3 separate regions of the Mus musculus genome follow, and all the other regions are linked to region 2. The links are chromatin contacts, called in public promoter capture Hi-C maps. All regions are on one chromosome and are shown on one strand. The core of a region is the stretch at or near the end of the contact, and the rest is flanking DNA. Distances in the headings are between cores, read along the strand shown. Region 1 holds the start of Cd5l (CD5 antigen-like). Region 2 holds the start of Kirrel (kirre like nephrin family adhesion molecule 1). Region 3 holds the start of Dclk2 (doublecortin-like kinase 2).

What was found. Promoter capture Hi-C pulls out the DNA fragments that hold promoters and counts their contacts. Capture Hi-C pulls out chosen DNA fragments and counts their contacts.
Region 1: a promoter capture Hi-C map of hippocampal neurons shows a contact between it and region 2, with 2.4 times the contacts expected there. The contact joins the promoter of Cd5l here to the promoter of Kirrel in region 2. A contact is called at or near these places in 2 of 39 promoter capture datasets (hippocampal neurons and liver) and 1 of 115 datasets of contacts at active chromatin or transcription factors (embryonic stem cells).
Region 3: a contact with region 2 is called in a promoter capture Hi-C map of pancreatic islet. The contact joins the promoter of Dclk2 here to the promoter of Kirrel in region 2. A contact is called at or near these places in 3 of 484 Hi-C or Micro-C datasets (embryonic fibroblasts and embryonic stem cells) and 2 of 9 other capture datasets (liver and pancreatic islet).

What each region holds. Positions count from the first base shown.
Region 1 is chr3:87,354,491-87,359,351 of GRCm38.p6, forward strand. It overlaps Cd5l (CD5 antigen-like), which reads left to right and starts at 3,391. Exons shown (of 6, transcript NM_009690.2): 1 at 3,391-3,539. The coding sequence starts at 3,512.
Region 2 is chr3:87,173,193-87,178,088 of GRCm38.p6, forward strand. Kirrel (kirre like nephrin family adhesion molecule 1) reads right to left here and starts at 1,345. Exons shown (of 16, transcript NM_001170985.2): 1 at 1,204-1,345.
Region 3 is chr3:86,918,890-86,923,955 of GRCm38.p6, forward strand. Dclk2 (doublecortin-like kinase 2) reads right to left here and starts at 1,995. Exons shown (of 16, transcript NM_027539.5): 1 at 861-1,995. The coding sequence starts at 1,281.

The sequences.
Region 1 (4,861 bases), core at 2,141-4,640, 180 kb after region 2:
AGTAGGCTACTTGACTGTGGTATGGACAAGAGTGGTCATAGACAACCCCTCTCATGCGCACACAGACAGCCTATTTTCTCTTTGGGTGTTTTTTTTATCTCAGAAGTATAAAAAATTTTCTCTAGCCAAATGTAGTAATGCCCATCTGTAATCCCAGCACTCGAAAGGCTGAGTCAGGAGAATTATCATGAGTCTAAGGAAGGCCAGCCTCAGCTACACTGTGAGCTCCAAGCTAGCCTGACTGTAGAGTGAGACACTCTAAAATAAAAAGTCTAAAAATAATACAGTCTAAAAATAAAAATTAAAACTAAAATAAACCAGAAGTTTGGTTAGCAGTTAAGGACAATTGCTTCTCTTGCAGAGGACCCAGGTTCCGTTTCCAGCACCCCCAAGGAGGCTCAAAAATCATCTGTAACTTTAGTTCCTGAAAATCCAGTATCCTCTTTTGCCTCCAAGGTACACATGTGGTACACACACACAAATGCTGCCAAACACTCAGACTCATAAAAGAATAATAAACATTTAAAATAAAGTAATTTCAGACCTTTACAGCTTTCTACAAGCTCGCAGTCTAACGTGGCCTTCCAGACTTAAGATAAACACTTTACCCATTTTGGCCTCTAACCCAAACACTGAACTTTCTGCTCACATTCTTTTCTCTTTGGACTAGGTCAGTGGTCCAGTGTGCTTGTGAACACTCTTGCTGTCTCTCTGTGTGTGTCTGCTCTCTGTGTCTATCTGTCTGTGTGTCTGTCTGTCTGTCCCTGTCTCTCTCTGAGACAAACTGGACTTAGACTTGTACTCCCATTTCAGCCTCTGGAATGCTAGCCCAGGCCACAGCTCCATGCCGTGTTCTAGTAACAGGTCTCCAAGACCCAGGAGTGGTCTTCTTCCCTTCTGATTCTTCCTGGCTGAAACCAGAACACAAACTCTGAAATGCCATTGTGGGAATTTTTCCTGGAGTGACAAGAACTAATGTCTATTCACCCCAGTTAGGGCACTAGCCCACAGATCGAAGTAACATCCAATCCAGCCCACTGAAGCAATGAGCTTACTTGGCTTGCCCACAGGAGCATGGGTGACCCCCAAATAGCTCTGTCACTGCAAAGTCGTACTCCAGCATGATGTCCACATCTCGGCAGCTCTGTGGATGGAGTCTCTCCTCCTTTCAGTGAATGTTTCACCTCCTATAAAAACTACAACCTGCTGAGACCATTTCCAGTTGTGGGGTGTCCCCACTGGGGTGGGAACACAGGAGGAAGTCCTAGCTGTCATCTCAGGTGAGGCTCTAAGGACCTGCCCACTCTCACCTCCTCTCAGGGAATGTACACAGGCAGAGCTTGTCCAGGGCCTTTCGGGTAATTCTGGCTACACTCATTAGGAGTCTTTCTGCTTGAGGACAATCCACAACAGATACACCATACCATTAGTAGCTGCTTCTGTCCTGTGAAATAATGTCCCTGCTGACTGACGAGCTTGATTTCCTTTCTTTATCTTCTTGATCGAGCTAATAAAATATTTTATTGGGAAAATATTTTGTCTTCCCCCCCCTCAATTTCTTATGTGAAATATATTCCTGAATCACAAGTCTGTGTTCTCCAGGATGCTTTTTGCCCACAGGCTGAGATTAAGACTTTTATTTTTCAAGGATAAATTCTGTTGTTTGTGTCAGGGTCTGGAAGGATTGAGGAGAACACAGAGCATTTTAGTTACAATGTATCCCATGGCCCTAGCACACCAACTCCTGCCTTTTTGCCCTCCCAGGCACCCATCTGCTGTTGATAAATGGACAATTGTGCTTTTGTTGGCTTGTGCCCTACCAAGCTCTGCTACTCTCAGTTCTTAGCCCCTGGTCACCACCTCAGGCAGACGTAGTCACTTCCTACATTGTGTCCTCAAAATTCTTCCATTCCCCTGTCTTACAGCAGATTTTATGACTTATTCTTTTGGGGTTCCAAGCCAGCCCTGGTCACTCTCTTCCTTCAACACATCCTCTGGAGATTCAAGGCTGCTGAAAACTGTTTTTGGAGAAAACGATTGTTAGAACATGGGCCTGCACCTTTAGACCAGACCCCAAAGCCTGTATCATGTAACGCCATGCAGCTTTCTCTGGGACAGGGTTAAGAAACAGTGTGTTCTGTGACTTGACAGCTTTCCATGCCCTTTGTCACCTCTGCTGTGATGAACTAACTCATGTGATGTAGGACTTCCTGCTACTCCTCAGAGGCTATAGAATGATAGACCTTTCCTTTGTTCTTGGGGTGGGCCTGAGCCTCCTCACAAGGAGTTTCTCATAGAGGTATTGTGCAGGCTCCTTTTGCCTCCTCCCACCATGCCCTGTCAGTGTCTCAACCCCGCCCCGCTCCCCCACCCCCAATCTCACTCATAATGGAACTTCTCCAAGTTTTAAAGGGAAACCTCTCCTTCACTGTAAGGTTCCATCAAGTTTAGATCCTCATATGATTGTTTCGAATGTTCTCCCTTCCACCTCAAGGCCCCTTCGTGGTCTTAGCATCTTCTCTTTTTAATAAACTTTCCATCCAAAGGAAACCCTGAATTATGTGTCGGCTTCCCATTCTGAACTGACTGACACTATTATCTTCTTTTACTATTTTTTTAAATAAGTAAACAAAGAGATAAAGGACTAAAACTAAACCCCATGGTAAACCAAGTTTCACGCTAAGTAATCTAAGCTATGCCACCATCGGGGAAAGCTTACTTTGCTAGAAAGAGCCAAGGTTATATCCATGCTTGAAGCTTTATGTGCCACTAAATTAGCTCTTGAAGGGCAGGTGTGCTTAATAATGGAGGACTTGAGAGGGCTGAGCATCCTGATGGATATGCGGCTCAATTTGTTTTTTAACATAATTTAGACTGGAAGAACACCTGAGTTTAGTGAAGGATGTCTGTCCCTCACCACAGGGATTTGTGGCCATCCAAGTTGCAAAGATGGGTACAACTAGCAAACCCTAGGAGAGCAAGCAGACTATGTGTTAGGCTTCTGACCAGCACTCGGGAAGCTGGTTGAAGGTAGGAAAGCCATCCCTAAAAACAGAGATAGATGCCACAATCGTGACTTACATTTGGAAGTCAAGTCATTGCCCCACAGACCCTCAATGGAGGCTAAATATGGTCTAGGCTTCTAATGAAAGAGGACTGTACTGGGGTATCTACCTTCCCTTAGGAAGACTGTTTCTTCATTAACATAGAGCAGAAACTAAAGCAGAGACAGGTTGAGTTAGGCTTTCAGTATGATGAAATCATGATAAGAAAGCCTCCCTCCACCCACATTTTTTCAGGATCTTGGCCACTCAGTCACCTCCCTTCCTCTGGCCATGCTGAACTCAGCACATCTGGCTCTATCAGTCCCACCCCCTGGGCCTTTGGTCATTTGATAAAGCTCCTACTGCACACAGGACCTGCCTCTCTTCCTTATTCTAGTGTTCAAACCAAATACCACTGCCTGAGGCCTACAGCCTGTCTCACCACTCCATCGTCAGCTGCCTGGGCCATGGCTCCATTGTTCAACTTGATGCTGGGTGAGTGTCCCTGCTTCTGTGGCTAATCTTGTCACAGAGGAGGCAAGTGTCTGGGGCTTTCTGGAGATGTTACTAGGAGGATATTCTCCAATCCTGATTCAGGCATCTTTCAAAAGCAGTTTTCTATATATGGTAACTTATTCTAAACCTTAGAAAGCCCCCTAAAGCCATATTTGGAGTTTGCCTTGATTGTCAGATTTCTGTCTATTTCCTTATATCTACACAAATTTTCCTTTGACACACATGTACAATTAAAAAAATGACTGGATGTTGGGTAGAAGTGAGGTAGAGCAAGGAGAGAAAGGACATCTCTCAGGGGATCTGCTTGGCTAGCTCACAGTTACCCCTTGAGAGTATTTTGTTTCTTGTAATAAGACTTTGACAACATCCTTTCCCTATCTTTTTAAAAGTCTTTATTGAAAGAAAGAAAGTAGAGTTGCAAAATAACCATCTCTCATTAGTCTATTAATCTAGCATCCTCTGGAAATGATTCACAGGGTTCTCTAATTTTCCCAAGGTCAGTCTAGATACTGGATAATCTAGAGTTTTGAATTGCAAAGAAACATGTATTTTTAGTCATGGCTCTTAACTGAATTTCTAGGTTACCATACTTCACTGAAGTTTTGCTCTCTAAAGTAAAGATGAAGTTAAAATCCTAAAAAGTTTTAAAAAGGATTTTGTATGTTGTCTGTGTGTTTGTGTGTATAACAGAGGGAAAACTTGGGTTGCTGGTTAACCTTATTTTGAGACCATTCCATTGGCCCGAGTTGGCCAATCAGTCTAGGTTGGTTGGCCGATGAGCACTGGGGAGTCTCCCTCCTCTGTCTATCCAGTACTAGGACTACAAGTTCATGCCCTTCTAGAAGCCTTTTAATAATGTGATTAATATGTGATAGCCAGTGATGTCTGCTGATCTGCTACCCTATAAGTGTCATCCATTTTTAGTATCTTGATTACTGAAAGCATCACTAAAGCCTACACTGTTCTTTCCGCTTCAGACATATATGTCTGATGAAGGGTCTTTACCACATCTTAAACATCTCTACAACCATGCAGAAACCAACACTAGCCTTGCCTCTTGTGGATTACTGTTGAGCCTTCAAGGTCTCACCTGAAGTCTCATTTCCTTCAGAAAGTCCTCAGATCTGTGACAACTGCCCTCATCCCTCCAGTCAACATCAGAAGGCTCCAAGTCATTTACTCACTGTGTCATTTCTGCTCCTGTGTGTCAGCTTGTTACACTCCCTTTCCTTTTAATGTTTCCCTGTCCTGTGTGGGAAGTTACACCATGCATATACATAGTGTAAGTGAGTTTTAGAAAG
Region 2 (4,896 bases), core at 95-2,594:
AATGCCTGGGGCTCTTTCCATTCTGCGGCTTCTCTCTTTCCAGATCACTCACCCACCCCAGTGAGAGACCACCTCCTCCATTTTGAAGACTGTAACATCTCTGTAGGCGCCTGCCTATAAGAATGTCTGCCCCAAGTTTCTTTGTTTGCTCCATGGCTGGGGTGTGTGGAAGCAATTCTGTGTGAGTGAGTGCTATGTCCTTTGAATGTAGGAAACATGTATGTACAGTTTAAGTTTGATGCCAGGGTATAACTAGGCAAGTGTGTGTCAGCTTAGAAGAGGAATCTTCCTTCTTCAGAGGTGTCAATCAGTGTCTTTGTGTATGTGTCTGTCTCCATGTGTGTGTGTGTGTGGGTGGTGGGGGGGTCTCCTTAGGTGAGTAGTCTGTCTCCATGTCTCTGTTGGAAGCTATCTGTGTGTCTGATTTCTGTGCTCCAGTTCAGGCGAGGGGCTCGACAGTGTTAAATCTTCCTTGGAGTCAGTCTCAGGAGGCAAAAGCCTTTTCCTGCAGACCCCAGGCCTGGCTGGGGTTTGGACCCTTGGTTCCTTCACGTGCATCCAGCCCAGTGTACCTGAATGCACTCATCTCTCTCCCACTCTTCCTACCAGCTCTGCCCAGCTAGTTCCAAAGGAGCCTCAGAAACCTGCACTTTTCTGACCCGAAGTGAGTGCCTGGCTCAGTCAACTCCCCTTCCCCTGAACCCAGACAACCCTGGTATCTAGACTTCTATCTCCCACCCACAACCTCCAGGGCGGGGGACCGAATATAGCCTTCCTTTGAGGGGCAGCCCCAAGCAGTATGCAGCCGCACATCAGATGAAGGTGACTGTAGGCTGGATTGGGGTAGCAGGATCCCTCAGCCTCATCTTAGGAAGCCTGCGTCTGTGTTTTCCACGCACTCCGCCCCCCAAATCTGAAATCAAATCCCATCTCCTCCCAGCCTTTCTCTTGCCCAGGACCCAGTAGTCCGGCCCTGGGCCCAGGAAGTGGAGGGATGGAGGAAGGACCGCCAGGAACTGGAGGAAAGACTTTGAGCACTCCGATCCCTTTTCTACTCGGATCTCGGCTTTTGCGACCTAAGTTCTCTGTTCTCCCGCGCAGCCAGAGGAAGCAAGTTGGGCCGCTTCACCAAGAACTCCTCGGTGTTCTCCCGGAAACTCCACGCCCGTTCCCTGGACTCCCTAGCCCGCGGCTGGGGCTTACCTTGTGAGAAAGTGTTGTAGAGAGTGAGGATCCAGATGAGGAGGCTCAGCATGCTGTCCGCCCGCCGCTGGGCCCCAGTCGGCGCGAGCGGGGCCGCCGCTGGCTCTCTCTCCTCCCTCCCGCCCTTGCACACAAGGCGCACACTCGCTTGCCTCTCTAGCCGCCGGCTCGCTCCCCTGGCCCCTCCTCTCGTCCCGCGCCCCCTAATAATTTCTGCCCTCCGGCTTTATCTCTCGGGGCCTCTCTCAACCTCCGCGCCGCGCGCTCTCTCTCCCTCTCCCTCTCTTCCCTCCCCGGCTCCCTCCCTCTCTTCCTGACGTCTGCTCTCCCTCCGACGGCGCCTCCCTCCACTGCCCTCCCCTGGTCCCCCAACGCGCGCGCACACACTCGCTCCGCTCGCTGGAACCGAGATGGGAGGAGAGCAAAGAGAAAGGAATTGAGGGCAGAGGCAAGGGGTGGGGAGGGGTGGGGAGAACGAGGCGTCGCAGGCTCTGGAGCAAGGACCGCTGGGTCCTGGCCCACCAGTGCTTGGTGCGAGACCTACTTTTACCCCCAGTGGTGTAACTGAGCCGGGCATGGGGTGGCAGCCAGGACTGAGGACGAACCTTCATCAATTTGGATGACTGTGTTAGGAGGGGTGTGCTTCTTATGCGTCTGGGGGATGGGGGTGTAAAAGCTTTAAGATCTCTTCTTCGTTTTAATCCCAAACCCCAGAATCTAACCCTAGATGCCTAAATTAAGAATTCTCAATTAACTCGAGAGTGTTGGAGAGGGAGAAGCTCTTCTTGCCTACAAATCTCAGGCTGGAGAAATCTTGACTGTCTTTGAGCCCCTTCTGAGGGCTTCAGCCAGCCACATTGAGGCCCGCCTCAGCGCTGGAGTCCGTAGCAGCCATGAAGAGGCGCAGTTAACTCTTCCTTTGTTCACCCCAGACATTTATCTATCCGGAGGGAAAACCAAAGAACTCGGTGGCTTTCTCTTGTGCCTCCCCGAAGGCTTGCTACAGAAGGCAGCCACTGATCGATCTCTAAGCACTCAGGAACTTGAGGTGCACTGGGGTGAAGACATGGAGAATCGAAATAGAAGTGCATTCGGGTGGGTTCTCCAGTCCAGAACCCAGTGTAGTAGCCACCTCCTCTCCCAATCCCTAAATACATCCTTCTGCTCACTGGGCTGCTGAGTGTGGGAGAAATAATAGAAACACAGGAATTGCACAACTTTGCAATTACGCCCATCTGGAGAGGCCTCCACCTCTTCCTTCTCATATTCTAGATCTCCTGAGTCCCTAAAAGCTCCTGGCCAAGATAGCTTTATCTTCAGGCTTGGAACTAAGGCACACAGCTCTAGTGCCCTCTGCTGATATGAGATGGGCACAGTTTCCTCAAAAAATCTTGACAGTTAGATTGAGTGAGTGGTCCAGACGCAATCTGGAACAATTAGAGGGCACAGAAACAAAGTCAAAACTAGCCAGCTAACCAGTCAACCAACCAAACTAACAAACGACCCATAAGTTCATATTCAAAAGCATAATATGACTCAGAGTTCTCTTTATGTTAAAAATATTTGCAAGCATAGACAAAAACCAAAATTTTAAGACAGGGATATCTAATCCAGAGATTAAGAATACCACCCCACACAGAGACAAGCATCCATACAAACACATGCACTCAGACATGTTAGGGTTTTTAGTTTATTCATCAACTGATCATTCAACAGGTATTGCTTTGGTACTTGATATGGTCCAGTCACAAAACCAGTCAGATTATAAATGAATGAATGAATGAATGAATGAATGAATGAATGAATGAATGAATGAATGAATCCGAGTATAGTGGTGCATGTCTGTAACGCTAGCTCAGGAGACAATGGCGGAGAACTGGCTGGGCATCATGATTCACACCTTTAGTCCCAGTACTTGGGAAGGAGGAGGCAGGCTTATCTCTGTGAGTAAAGGCCAACCCGGTCCTTTTAGGAAGATCCAGGACAGCCAGGGCTAAAATGAAAGCCTGTCTTAAAACAACAGCAGCAACAACAAAACACACAAACAACAAAACCAAATGTAATTGTAAGTTCAAGAAAAACCCAGGAACTCAGCCTATATAATAACACCCTGAATACACACAAGTTCCTTCCTTTTAAAGGTTCACTCAAAGAGAGGGGTGGGGAGATTGGTCTGTGGGAAGTATAACGTACTAGATTATGTTTAATGTTACGGGTAACAAAACAAAATACAGGAATAAAGAAGGAAGAAAGGGGCAGCTTTTCCTATAACTGGTCAAGGAAAGCTGTCCTCTTTGACATTGAGTATGAACTTATGGGTCGTTTGTTAGTTTGGTTGGTTGATTGGTTAGTTGGTTAGTTTTGACTGTGTTTCTGTGCCCTCTAGTTCCAGATTGCGTCTGGACCACTCACTCAATCTAACTGTGAGCATTTGACATTCACCTCTGCAGGCATTTGAGGACAGGACATAGCAAATAGACGGGCACAGATGACGTTTCTCTGGTCAGGGAATTCTGGGAGTGAGACAGCCTTTCCCCTTTATTCTGAATGAGTACACACTAGAAGGGGACCCTGAAACACAGACAAAGAAAATGCCAGGAGGACCAACACTCCCAGCAGCCAGAGGACTCTTCCCTATGCCTTAGCTGGCCTCCTCCTCTCCCTTTAAATACAAAACTTCACCAGCTCATCCTGAAAGACTTTCTTTCCTCTCCAGACTCCTACAAGCTACTCAGGATCACAGGTCCTAAATTCCTACGCCCCTTTGCCTAACAGTCTCCAACACCAGATGTGTTAGGGTCTCCTGATAGACTTTTCCAGAACAGCTCTGAAAGGATGGGTTGTTCTGGGGGATGTTTCAAAGCATCATCTAGCATTACTAGTTTCAATTCACTCCCAGAATTCCCTGACCTGAGGAACTTCATCTGTGCCTGTCTGTTTGCTATATTCTGTCCTCAGATGCCTGCAGAGGTGAATCTCAAATGCTACCCCATGTGAGCGAGCAACTGGGGCTGAGAAAACTCTTGTTTTCCAGGCTCTGCTCCCGGCATGCTTGCCCATCCCTAGCATGCATCTGCACTCTTCTGTCTACTAACAGACCTGTGAGTAAGATCTGTCCCTTACCCTCTTCCCAGGCTACCCCAGTAAAGCTTCCCAGGTTTTCTCCATTTTCATCTCTCTAATACCAACGCTCATCCAGTTAGCTGAGTCTCCTGGAGTCTCATCACCTACCTTTCTTCAAAAGAGGCGTCCTGAGACTGAGTCTTCCAGTATCCAAGAGGTCCTATGAAGAGAAACCTAGCGTGTCCCAATATACTACATATACTTCTTCCTTAGTAGGACATGTGCCTCCTCATTAGACCTTGAGTTCCTTGAAGGCAAGGACTGTCTATGTCTCTTTGGTCGAGAACTTCTGAGAGTGAAGAAGCTGGCCATCTATTTTAACCACTGAGGTAGCAGCATAGTTGAAAGTAGAAAATCAGATGCTGAGCCAGAGAGAGTGGAAGATTCTCTCCCTGATGTTTACTACAGAAGAGAGAGAGAAAGAAAGAAAGAAAGAAAGAAAGAAAGAAAGAAAGAAAGAAAGAAAGAAAGAAAGAAAGAAAGGAAGGAAGGAAGGAAGGAAGAAAGGAAGAAAGAAAGGAAGAAAGAAAGAAAGGAAGGAAGGAAGGAAGGAAGGAAGGAAGGAAGGAA
Region 3 (5,066 bases), core at 745-3,244, 250 kb before region 2:
CTATTGGCACGAAGTCCCTCTGATTGATGCATGGTTGGTGTGCCAGGATTCCTAATTTCTAACAGGCCTTTGCTGCTGGGTCCCAAGACCCTACCATTCTTACTGTTACTCTCTTCATGGAGAAGACAGAGAGACTCACCTTGATTCACCTCGTTGCCAACCAAATGTGGAAAATCCTTTAAACAAGGTGGCTTTCCATTTTGGCTACACTGAAATCATCTGAGGAACTTTCAAAACTCTAAACGCCCAAGTCATACCCTAAACCAAGCACATCAGAATATCTAAGGGGTGGGGCCGGGTCCGATATTTTAAAAAGTGCCCAGCACGGTCCAAAGTGAAGACAGGCTGAGTGAGACTTTTTCTGTGCTGGCTTGCCTCTCTTGATCTCCAGTGCCTTGTGCCACACATGAAACCAGAAAAGCCAACCTAGAACGAGTCAGAACGAGCTAGCTGTGCACAGAAGGTACAATGGGATCCCAAACACAGGAACAGCACAGGTACTGCACTGGCCTCTACCAAAGGTTACCCAGCGCCTCACTGGAGAAACACGCTTTCAAACAGTTTGCCCTTCCAGCAAAAATAAGTTGGCTAATTTTACAGCCATCATTGTTTGTATTTGTCTCTGATCATTAGAATTTTCTTCCGTTTTTAGAAGGCCAATCTCTTGGGAAGGAGATAATGGGTGCACCCCAACCCAACACAAACGACCGAGGAGCAGACAGTTCCCGTGGCTGCCTAGAAAGCAAGCGCCCGGCAGGCTGCCCCAGCGCAGGGCGGGGAAGCGCGCTGGCCGCAGCCACTGCACCTGCCGCTGTGCACGGGGCCGCACCTGCCGCGCCGCGCCCGCCCCTCCTATTTACCTTCCAGCAGCTCGTCCAGGCTGGTGACCTTCCGGCTGCCGTCTATGGTGTAGATGGTGCGGACGCCCTGGGGCAGGTTCACATTGTCAGACAGTGAGCGGGTGAGCTCTATGAGGAGCGCATCGAAGGAACGGAAACGGTCGTTGGAGATGGCAAAGACCAGGCCTTTGAAATAGCGGTCCCCATTCCGGTAGAACCGCGCCTTCTTGGCCTTCTTCTCCGAGCTGAGGGCCTGCAAGGTCCGCGTGCGGTAGAAGCTGCAGTGAGCACTGTGCGCCGGGCTGGGGATGAGCCCGTTGCCCTTGGGGCCAGAGATGCTGCTGCCCCCGGAGGAGCTGGGAGCCCCTCTCCGTGACCCTGGCCGCGGCCTTTTGTCCCGTTCTTCAAAATGTTCCAGCTCAATGCTCCTTGTGCTGGCCATCGCGGCTGCTCGGGAGAGCTCTCCACAAATTAATTAATTAATAAAAGGACGTCCCAACCGCCCCGGCCGCAGCGCGCCGCGATCTAGGCGCTCCGTCCCGTCTTAAAGCAGCGGGACACCTGGCGCGGGCATTCGGGCCATGCTCGCAGGTGGAGCCGCTCAGCCAGCTAAAGGCGGCCGCAGCGCGCAGCAGCCCAGCTCATTGTCCCGCGCGCCCTCGGTCGCCGCCGCCAGCTGAGGAGCCCCACGCCCCCCAAGCGCCTCCTTCGCCGGGCCACGCCTCACAAGTAGCGCGCGGGCAGCAGGCCGGGAGCCGCCAAGTTGAACGACCCTAGGCTGGCCCGGGTTCGCATCCGGCCTGCGCTCTCGGGCGCGCTGAGTGGAGGAAGGAAGCGGAGGGGGGAGGGGCGCGAGCGTGGGCGAGGCGCCTCGGGGCTGCCCGGCGCGGCCTGGGGTCCCGGGTTCCCGCCGCCGCGTCGCGCGCGCCCAGGCCCAGTCCACGGCCGGTGCGCGTCCCTGGCCGGGGATCCTCTAGAGGCGCTGGGCCCCTGCGGGAAGAGTGCAGCCGCCTCCCACGCACGCACGCCCACGGGCATCCGCGCTCTCGGCCGCCTGTCAGGGCCTGGACCCCGGAGGACACCCTCTGTCCCTTCAGGGACACCACAAACCACACCGAGAGGGAGATGGTGAGGAAGAGGGCGGCGCCGCGCGAGGAGCGGCTCTACGGTCCAAGGAGGCCCCGCCCGCCCGCCGGGCTACCGGAGCTGCGCGCTCCCGGGCGTGACCGCGCTGCGCGCTCCACAAGCGCGGGGGCTAGCGCAACCGCGCTAGGCAAAAGAAAAAAAAAAAAAGCCTACAAAGGAAGGAGACTCAAGGGCAGCAAGCACATCCTTATCCTGCCTCCTGGGGAAAAACCGAGGCCAACCTAGAGCAGAAATACAAAACATAGCACTAGGTTTGGATGCAATATTAGTTTTTTATAAACGTCTGATTTATTGTTTAAATAAAAAATCCTTTAGGCAGAAAAAAAAAATCCTTCACACTTTCTACTGCAGATTCGATAACACAGTAGTTCCAGTAACTTTGAATGAATACATGACTACAAGTTATTGGTTTCATTGAATCAAGTATTTGTGGAGAGCTTGCCATTTGCCGGGCATTAATCCCATCACTGGGGATGCGCGAGCAGAGAACAGAACCTCTGTGAATTTACCCGCGCTCACGTGTTCATTCTGAGCTGCTCACAGAAGTGGACTGACAAACACCCATCATGCAAGAAAACCTCTTCTTAAGTGGATATCTGGCCCACAATAGACATGTTTCAAGAAATTTTTGAAACGTCCGTTATTTCACTTTGGTGATGAAGCTCAAAGGCATTTGGCCCCAACCTGACACATGAAATTAATGATTCGGCACCCGGTTCTTCAGCAGCCCTAAACAGCTCCAAACTGTCCTTGAAGGTAGGGCGACAAAAAACGCTTTGCTTGTGATCGACTGGAACAGCATAAAATAGGAGTGGGTAGAAACACAACCATGAGCACCGTGAAGCAAATCCTTCCTCATAGACCTAGTTGGCCAAAACATGAGAACGGATGGAGATAGAGGGGCAAAAAAAAAAAAAGTTCCATGGGCATCCAAGATGACTCAGTAGGTCAGGTGACTCATAGAACTGCCAATCATCGCCAGATCCCACGTGGTGGAAGGGAAGCATAGACTCCTGTAGTTTATCCTCTGACCCCTGCATGCATGCCATGCCAAGACAACACAGTAAATAAATCTAAAAACTTTTGTGAGGAAAAAAATTGTTCCTGAATTCTATTTCTAATGCAAATGAACTGGGAGAAGGCAGGCTTCAAGGAGGCAACTACTAATTAATCTGGGTTGCTTTATGGTTTAAAGTTTATAGAACCGTAACACGTTTTCCTCTTTCGTGCAAGTGCAGAATGTCTACAGTGAGATGTTTAGAACTGGCATGTATTTCCCTCGCTGGGATATTCCCTGCATCTCAGAAACCCTGTCTGACCTGCTAGCTGTTCACCTGTCTGGAGACTGTTTGGGTCTCTCCTGGACTGAGATCTAGTTTAAGGTGGCTTTATGAAGACAGGATGGCCACAGGCAAATAAGTCACCTTCTGGAAGCCAACCTTGACCTCTCTCTCTCTCGGCTGTGAATTACCGTTCTATAACTCCCCTTAACCCTAACATTTACTTGAATAAAAAATCGGGGGAAAATACTTCATTTCTCATCTATTGGCAATTCAAGAAGGAATTAAATCTCAAAACATTCCCTCGTTCACACATTAAAATAACCCCTTTCAGCCGGGCGTGGTGGCACACGCCTTTAATCCCAGCACTCGGGAGGCAGAGGCAGGCGGATTTCTGAGTTCGAGGCCAGCCTGGTCTACAAAGTGAGCTCCAGGACAGCCAGGGCTATACAGAGAAACCCTGTCTCGAAAAAACAAAACAAAAACAAAACAAAAATAACCCCTTTCTGCTCTGATTACACATTTTTTTAAATAGTCGTAGACTATCCAGTAAGTATAAAAACTTCACTGGCAATCTGCAGCAAGGATCTGGTAAACGCTTCTTGTAGAAAGCTCAACATGACAGAGAAATAAAGGGCTGGTGTTTGCATCCCACACTCTTCCCTCAGGCCACCCAGGCTGGCAATGCTTTTGAGACCAGACTTCGGCACTCTGCTTAGTACCTCTCCCCAGTCTACACTGCCCAGGGAAGAGAATGCAAACCTTCAAGTGGTATAATCTGTTTAAATAAAACTTCATTAAATTCTCCACTAAGTGGTTTTATATTTAAAAACAAACAAACAAAAAACTTGTCTTGACTATTTCCCGGTTTTACTTTGTTACTCTTTTTCTCAAAGGCCTTGACATGTCTTCAATTTTTTGGCCCTGAGCTTCGATCTTCAAGGCAGTTTTCCAGCCATTCCATTACTTATTACATAAAAGATGCCTACGGACCTTTTAGGCTGCAAGCACTTTGGCAATCTGCTGTCTCATGTCTTCGTTTCTGTTCACTGTGCACCAAGTGCTTCTTCTCCCAGAAGTTAGAACAATGAGGTAACAGTTTCTAGTGGGGGGCCCTGAGAACTGTAGACTTGAGCTTTTTGAAACGAAGCACATTTTTTTTATTTCATAAGCTTTAATGATTATAAATCCCAGTGTTCCCCATTAAATTTTAATAGGAAAGGACATAGAGTTCAAAAAGAGACTCTCAGTGCTACCATGTAGCCAGCATCCCGATTGGAACAGAGCTAGGAGAGGTGTTTTTCTAATTTGTTGCTTCCTCAAGGAGAACTTGCTGTCCTTTTCATACCCGATGCTTGCAGCATGTAACATATACATTTATATAAATATAGCTGTGCTTTTTCCGCAATTGTTAGTAATATCAAACGTGAAAGTCCGTGGAAAAGTACTACAGTATTCAGGGATTTTTCTGTAGACTCAACATTTTCCAAAGGCAATGTGCAGTTTGCTCTTTGTGATGAGATAGGAGGTGGAGACTGGCTAGTTAGTGTAGGGGCAGGAACTCGAAAAGCGGCACGCCCAAGAGCATTGCGCTACTCTGGCAAGCAGAACCACAGAACCAGAGGGGAGCACCCGGCCTTGGCTGCCCTTGAAGTTACCCTTTCCTATAGGCCATAGGTACAGGCGGGACTGAAACTGCAGTTCAGAGACGATCCCTCTGGTAAGCAGCTTTAGAATGGGACCTTCGAGCTGAGGTTTAAAATGGGTTATAGCTCCTCCCCAATTTCAACCCATCTCCTAG